Regions from separate parts of the Ovis aries genome. Here region 2 is linked to region 1. The links are chromatin contacts, called in public Hi-C maps. All regions are on one chromosome and are shown on one strand. The core of a region is the stretch at or near the end of the contact, and the rest is flanking DNA. Distances in the headings are between cores, read along the strand shown. Region 1 has its middle 250 kb from the start of ANTXR2. Region 2 holds the start of ANTXR2 (ANTXR cell adhesion molecule 2).

What was found. A called contact is a pair of places that touch in the nucleus more often than the background predicts.
Region 2: a contact with region 1 is called in a Hi-C map of liver, with 2.6 times the contacts expected there. The contact joins the promoter of ANTXR2 here to the enhancer-like site in region 1. A contact is called at or near these places in 2 of 16 Hi-C or Micro-C datasets (liver and mesenteric adipose tissue).

What each region holds. Positions count from the first base shown.
Region 1 is chr6:95,229,849-95,234,004 of ARS-UI_Ramb_v3.0, reverse strand. No RefSeq gene overlaps it. Among named protein-coding and RNA genes, the nearest start is that of ANTXR2, 250 kb to the left of the region's middle. Within about 2 kb of position 1,889, at least 10 of the 54 cell types and tissues checked have an H3K27ac peak or open chromatin away from gene starts, as enhancers often do. A contact at or near this core is called in liver, where this site is marked.
Region 2 is chr6:95,479,220-95,483,375 of ARS-UI_Ramb_v3.0, reverse strand. It overlaps ANTXR2 (ANTXR cell adhesion molecule 2), which reads left to right and starts at 2,244. Exons shown (of 17, transcript XM_004009939.6): 1 at 2,244-3,009; 2 at 3,666-3,737. The coding sequence starts at 2,858.

The DNA.
Region 1 (4,156 bases), core at 640-3,139:
AGGGGAATTCAGGAAGTCAAGACAGTTTGGTCTGACACATTCCTAAGGTGGGAGATTAAGCCTTAGGAGAAGAGCTGAAAATAGCCTAGGGACTGGATCACATCAGGTTTTGTATATTGTATGGGTAGACCTGTCACTTTTCCTGAAGGATCGTATGTTACTCAGGGGAACAGAACTAAGGGACATGCTGTTTATCACAGAACACATAGAGAACATATTTGTTTGCTTCTAGCTGGTTGTTTATTGCTGATTTTCTCTCTTCTTGATTTTTTACTGCTTTCTTTCTTAAAAAAAAAAAAAGAAGTATATGCTACAAAGGAAGGATCTTGATACATACTATATCATATAATTTAAACTTTGCAGCAGTCTTGCTAGACAAGTTTATCTATTTTAACCACAAGAAAACTGAGATCAGAAAGGTAACTAATGTGATCAAGCCCACACAGCTAAACATGGCAGAACTGGAAACAGGACACCCCCCTCCTCATTTTTTTTTTCTGACTTCAGGTGCTATACTTTTCCCTCTAGGCTTACGACACTGAGACAGGTAAATTTTGTGTTGTGGGATAATTGATCATTTCTAGGCTAACGCAAAATACTCCCTTAAAGTAAGTTCAATTCAGTTCAGTTCAATCGCTCAGTCGTGTCCGACTCTTTGCGACCCCATGAATCACAGCATGCCAGGCCTCTCTGTCCATCACCAACTCCAGAGTTCACTCAGATTCACGGCCATCGAGTCAGTGATGCCATCCAGCCATCTCATCCTCTGACGTCCCCTTCTCCTCCTGCCCCCAATCCCTCCCAGCATCATAGTCTTTTCCAATGAGTCAACTCTTCGCATAAGGTGGCCAAAGTACTGGAGTTTTCAGTTATGTTATTAATTACACCCATAATTTTTAATTCAGCATTTAACACAGTAATTGGGGGGGCATTAATTTTTGAGGAAATAGAACTTATTTTTATTTTTCAGTGACCTTTCACTCTTACATACCCTGACTTTGGTTTTTATTTTGGTTCAGAGGAAGTTGGAGGAAGGCTTGTAGCTGGCATTGAACTGAACAAGTTGGACCAACTGGTAAAGGCTTGGAAGGGCTAAGACATGGATTACAAAGCCCTGGGAATTCCTCCAAACACAAATTCCAAGCAACGGACAAAATGATTGAACAACATAAAGAGAATTACACATTAAGAAGTTTCTAAAAAATGTTTTTTTACCTTTTTCAGGGGTAGCAAAATTATGTAATGACAGCCACAAAACAGAGAGGGCAATGGGGGCCAAAGGACAGGAGAAGCTCTTGATAGTCAACACAGAGTCCTCTCCAGCATCAAATGTGAGTTGACTCCTGTTAGCTTTGGTTTTGTTTTTTTGACATAATAGATTATTTCCAGAGGTCTTTCCAGAATTTCAGCCCAATTAACACAGGAACTCCTACTGAGATTTACCAGCCAGTTAAAGATTACAGGTTGTGAGGTGACAGAAAAATAAGGAAGTGATGCCCCTGAGTCCATGTTGGTTGTGGTAAGATTCAGGGAGAGTAGACTTAGCTGTGGCACTCTGACATTAGATGAGTCCAGGGTGCTCAGAATCCAACAGAGAAAGAAAAGTGATTGAAGATGTGAAAGGGAGGAGGCTTCCGTAGATTCATCTGGCTTACTCCATACTTGTGCTGAGGGCCTGCTCTGAATACAGCACAATGAGGTTCCTCACTTGGGGAAATAATTTATAGTGAGACATTGAATCATAGTCACAAGAGAGGGGGGAGAAACGGTCAAGGGCATCTCCCCGTGTTGCATAAATGGCAGGGAAGCAGCCCTGGAACAGAACGCGTTGAGTGCAGTTTGTGTACCCTGACCAGAAGAACAGCCTTTAACCCCATCAGCCCAGATCTGGTCAGGTCACACTCTGTTTATGTGAAAGTTTCTGTGAACTTTCTGGCAGGCTTTCCCCTCAGCTGGATCCCAAGCACAGTCCCATTTCACAGCCTTGCATCATTTTCTCGGAACCGGGCCAGGTAGAGAGGGAACAGCTGGGAAGAGATGATTGTAAAAAGCCCCAAGGATTCTACAGAGGGTCCAGAAATCCCCTTCACTAAAGAAATGTAAGGAGCCCGAGGGCATTTTCATAAAACACAATGACAGTGTGAGAAGAAAGACACAAAATGCAAGCTGATTGGCGTGACCGCATTGCAGGGCAAAAGATGTTTGTCAAGAGGCTAAAAGTTTTTTGTATATTTCTTAACATTTGAAAACAGACATGTTCACGAAAACCCAGGAACAGATAATCTTGATTCAACCACAGGACATAAAGTCACACAACAAATACATAAACTCCTACTCTATTTCATAATTGAAATACATATTTTAAAGACTCTTTCAATTGCTCAATGCCACTGCACTCACAATGACTCATTTAAAAAAAATGTCACTTTCTAAAATGACTCTTTAGTAGATTGCCAGTGGATCTATAACATGAAATAAAATTATTTTAAGAGGATATCTGTTTTTATCATTTATTCTATTGCTCTCAATAGAAAACCATTATTACTAAAGTATATCTTGAAGAGATATGATGCCATTTCCCCCCATATTTTGGTTATTTGAATATATTTCATTGCTGTTTCATGACTTATAAGCTGGGTATGATTGTGAAACTTTGAATTGTTGCTGAGCCCATGTAATTACAGCTACAAAAAAAAGAGAAATCATAAGAATCTACCTGACACAGTTGTTTGAGAATTAAGTGGAATAATATATGTAGTGCTTAGCAAAAAGCTGGGACATAGAAAGTGCTCAGTAAGTGCTGGCAATAATAATTTTATCATCACATCATTACTCATTTAAATTCAGGTTAGTCAGAGAATAGACCAATTTTGAAATGATAAATTTTATATTTGAAGATAGCTTATAACTTCTGATTATTAACTTAATGTAATAACGCTATTGCCTAATTTGAAAATGTACAAAAACCCCTCCAAATCAGCTTGGTAAGGGAGCCATATATACAGAGAGAGAGGTTTGTTAAATTATTTTTAAATTTAAAAAAATCCAAGTTTAATTTTCAGGCATGATAATGTTTGACTTGTGGCCAATCTAAAAACTTCAATGATTGAAATTTCTTGACAGTTACATTTGCACTAAACATTTGATGTAATCTTTAAATCTAATACGCCAACATAGAGTCTCTGATGTTTTCAGTACAGTTCCATTCAGTCACTAAGTTGTATCCGACTCTCTGAGACCCCATGGACTGCAGCATGCCAGGCTTCCCTGTCCATCACCAACTCCTGGAGCTTCCTCAAACTCATGTCCATTGAGTCAGTGATGCCATCCAACCATCTCATCCTCTGTTGTCCCCTTCTCCTCCTGCCTTCAATCTTTCCCAGCATCAGGGTCTTTTCCAACAAGTCAGTTCTTTGCATGGCCAAAGTATTGGGGTTTGGCCTTCCAAATGAATCAGTCCTTCCAATGAATATTTGGCACTGATTCTCTTTAGGATTGACTGGTTGGATCTCCTTGCATTCCAAGGGATTCTAAAGAGTCTTCTCCAACACCGCAGTTCAAAAGTATCAAATTTTCAGCACTCAGCTTTCTTTATTGTCCAACTCTCGCATCCATATGTGACTACTGGAAAAATCATAGCTTTGACTAGATAGACCTTTGTCAGCAAAGTAATGTCTCTGCTTTTTAATATATGCTGTCTAGGTTGGTCATAATTTTTCTTCTAAGGAGCAAGCATCTTTTAATTTCATGGCTGCAGTCACCATCTGCAGTGATTTTGGAGCCCAAAATATAAAATCTGTCACTGTTTCCATTGTTTCCCCATCTGTTTGCCATGAAGTGATGGGACTAGATGCCATGATCTTTTTTGAGTGTTGAGTTTTAAGCCAGCTTTTTCACTCTCCTCTTTCACTTTCACCAAGGGGTTCTTCAGTTCCTCCTCGCTTTCTGCCATAAAGATGGTGTCATCTGCATATCTGAGGCTATTGATATTTTTCCCAGCAATCTTGATTCCAGCTTGCACTTCATCCAGCTCGGCATTTCACATGATGTACTCTGCATAGAAGTTAAATAAGCAGGGTGACGATATACAGTTTTGACATACTCCTTACCCAATTAGGAAACAGTCCATTGTTCATGTCTGGTTCTAACTGTTGCT
Region 2 (4,156 bases), core at 995-3,494, 250 kb before region 1:
AACTTAAGAGAAGATGAGACCAAGCAGCACAGAATTAGGATGCTGATAATATAGCCATCCCTCTCATTGGACTTTTTTTTTTCCCCTGGAGCTCACTTACTTGAAAACAATGGAGGATTTGTATTTCTTTCTAACAGAAGTGTTATCTTCCACTCCATCAGCCACTTGGCCCATCAGTACCCTATCAGGTAAGAAGTGGTAGGTCCAGTGGATGATTGTGGAATTTCCATCTCTAAGTGGCAGACATTTCCAAACTGAGGATCCACTTGTATTTACTGAAGTTCTTACCTGTTTCTATATTTATGATCAGACACTACAGAGATGCTGGTCCAAGGTACCATTTTATTGTGCCCTGGTACTGCACTAGTCTGCTAACTGGTTTTCTTGCTTTCATCCTTGCTGTCTCCAAATTCATTGTATCATATCAGCTATAATGATTTATAAAAAACATATAACAATTTATCCCCTTTCCCACCCCTAGAACTCCTTTAATGGGCTTCAGTTGCACAATATAAAATATTTGAATTCTTTACCACAGTTTATGAAGCACATATACTAGCTAGCCTCTGTCTGGCTCTCTTACTTCCTCTTTCTCATAAAACTTGAGTTACACTGTTTTTCTGTTTCTTGAATGTGCTAAGCTAATACTTCTGGAAAGTTGCAGTCACTGGAAATGTTTCCTCCTCTAGCTCTTGGAATGGCTACCTTCTTTGTTAGTCATTTAGTTGGTCTGTCTCTATCATATGACCGTATTTTAAATCTCTGTGAGCTACCTTCTCTATGGACATTTACTTATGTATTTCTGCCTGCTTTTCCTCCTCAACCAGACTGCAAGCTTCATGGAAACTGGGGCTTGTCATCTTATTCTGAGCTTTTACTCTAGGTCCTAGAACAGTGCCAGGCATATTGTTGTTGTTTTAGGCGCTAAGTTGTGTCCCACTCTTTTGTACCTCCAAGGACTTATAGCCTGCCAGGCTTCTCTGTCCATGGGATTTCCCAGGCAAGAATACTGAAGTGGGTTGCTATTTCCTTCTCCATGGGTCTTCCCGACCCAGGGATTGAACTGAGTTTCTTGCATGGGCAGACAGATTCTTTACCTAAAGCAGATACTAAGGTGATGGATTTCTGTCTTCAAACAGCTTGCAAATCTGGTTGTAGTCAAAGACAGTGTAAACAAAAAGTTAAATATGCACCACAACTATTCAAATTGCTGAGACAACATGTAATGTAGTACTATATGAACTTTTTATCATAAAGCCTTGACTTAATTCAAATGAAGAGGAGGTGACACTGAATGTTACTCTCAATCACTGGTGTGCATACCAGTGGGATTCCCTGGTGTCTCAGCCGTAAAGAATCCGCCTGCCATACTGAAAACTCAGGAGAGGAAGGTTCAATCCAGGATGGGGAAGATACCCTGGAGGAGGAAATGGCAACCCACTCCAGTATTCTTGCCTGGGAAATCCCATGGACAGAGGAGCCTGAGGAAGTACAGTCCATGGGGTCTCAAAAGAGTCGGACACAACTGAGCGACTAACATACCGATCAGATGGTTAGGCTCTAAAAGTCAGTTTCCACCGGCGGGGAGGCAGGTTGCGGTAGGAGCAGAGAGGAGAGGTTGAGTGCAGAATGAATGAGTAAGCAGAGAATCCAAAATGCCTGCAAACTTTTGCTCCTGTGCAAGTTTGGCAAGGGTGACCCAGTTGGCTCCGAGATGAAATTCTCAATATCTGGAGCTTGAGATGAATGTCAGTGGGATGCAATGTTTTGAGGTACAGCTGTTCATTCCTGAAGTTTCCCACCCTTACTCCCCCCCACCCCCAGAGAAGTTTCTAGTCTTAATGAGATGAAACAATGAGGTAGGTTCATTTAAGAAAAAGAAAAAAAAAAAAAAGAGGAAGTTGTCTACTTTAGATACCGGAGCAGCAAGTGCGCTTGTGATAATGGGGGTGAGGCAGAGAGAGGGGGTCATGCCCTTTCTCAGGACCGCTAGACCTCAGTCTCCCAACCCCGCCACGGGCTGCTCTGCACAGCTGCTGCAACAGGCCGAGCCTGCAGGGTACAGGAAGGGGGGTTGTTTAGTTTCTAGAGGACATCTGTTTTTCTAAACTACTTCTCTCCTTTCCAAAAGCTGGCAAGCCTTAGTCATCTCGGCTCGGCACGAACCCACAAGTGTGCGTGTGTGGCTCGGCTCAGGCCCCGCCCTCGGGCGCACACAGCCACCGCGGAGACCCGGCCGGATTGCGGTTCTGGCCTTGGCTGCGAGTGGCTTCTCCGGAGCCGCCCGGCCTCCTCCCCTAAAGAGGACGGCCCGGCCGCCGCGCGGTGCCAGAGCCGAGTACGAGGAAGAAAAGTTTGCAGTGCCGGGCGGAGGCGGGGAACCCGAACCGAGCGGTCCTCCGTTTTCAAGTGTACGCGGCGGCGGCCGCGTCCCGGGCGGCCCTCCTGGAGGACCCGAGCTCTGTAGCGGAGGCTGGAGGCTCGACCCGAGGCGGCGGAGGAACTTCTGCGAGCAGTCGCCGCGGGCCCCGGTGATCTGCAGGAACTCTCCGGAATCGGGAGGGGGAGGGCCGGATCGCTCTTCCACGGGGATTCGTCAAGAGTTCCGGCGGCAGCTGCGGCGGCGGCGGAGTCTCCCTTTGTCCTGCTAGGACCTCCCTCCTTCCCTGTCTCCCTCCCTCTGTCAGTCAGTGGGTCCCGCTGACCCAGGCGCCGGCGCCCTAAGGGACTCGCTATCCCCCCCACCTCAGGGTGCGTCCCTGGTCACTCCCACCACCCTAGCGTCGCCGCCGAGTGGAGCCGAGCCGAGCCGAGGGGGGCTGCGAGCAGGAGGGAGCCGCAGACCCCCGGCCGCAGGATGGTGGCGGGGCTCTCCCCGGCCCGCTGTCCCGGGCGCTGGCTGATCCCTGGGCTGTGGCTGCTTGCTCTCAGCGGTCCCGGGGGGCTGCTGAGCGCCCAGGAGCAGCCCTCCTGCCACGGAGCCTTTGATCTCTACTTCGTCTTGGACAAGTGAGTGCGGGAAAAGGGATCCAGGGTCTCCTGGGGAGAGTGGCCCTGGGTGGTGAGCTGTGGTGGGGGGAGGCTGAGCTGTCTGTGCGACCTGGGGAGGGGTGAGGGGCAACTCCGGTGATGGGCGCCCTGTTGCTATCTCTGTCCGAAAGGCGAGCGCTTTCGGATCTGTGCGGGCTGCGGGGTAATAGGAGGAGCCCGGAGCTGCTAGGCTCTCTAGGGACATGGGCAGTCACTGCTGGCCAGTGGCGGGGTTTCTTAGGAAATGGGAGTGCTGTCACTTGGGGTAACCTTCTGCGACCCTAGGACCCACATAAGACTCCTTCTGGGTCCCTCAGTCCTCAACGCCTCACGCTGGCTAAAGTTTGCCGGGTTTTATCCTGAGCACAGCACTTTCATTGTAGCTTGGCAGTCTAAAGTTAACGTACTCACTGTGGTTTGCATTTCCTTCTGAGGAAGGCTGTGTTTATTTGAAGAGCTGGGATCTTACTCCAGACAATTAGCAGGCAGGTGATCCCTGAAGATGGGTAGACTTCCTAGGTTCTTGTAGCACCTACCTTTCAGCTGCTGATACTGTTAACTTGGCTTGAAGAAGAGGTCAGGTTACACCCCTGTAACTGTGTTGTTTTTCTGATTCGTTCAATTTTCTTTTTCAGGTCTGGGAGTGTGGCAAATAACTGGATTGAGATTTACAATTTTGTTCAGCAACTTACAGAGAGATTTGTAAGGTATTTCTCCTACTTTCCTTTTCTAAGCAGGGAACTTTGAGGTGGAGGCAAGTAGACCAAAGGCCAGATAGGGTATCCTTTTTTGGAAACCATTTGCAGGGAAAGCCTTTACTGAAGTGTTGATTTTTAAGTGCCTCAAGGTCTTATCACACACAAGCTGTTATTAGGACAGCCCTTCAGTTGTTGAGGACTTATTTCATCTGGATCTCAGAAACTTGGCTCAGGCTCTGGGGAAGTATCTTCAGATATGATTCCAAATGTCTTTTCCTTTCTGAGTTTTCATCTGTTTTGAATTTCATTTATGCTTTCTCATAATTTATCACTTTAAAAGTTTATGCTAATAATACCCATAATATATTTTCCATTCCACACAATTCTTAGCATTATTGAGGTCCTCATTAAGAAAAAAAGTGTTGGTA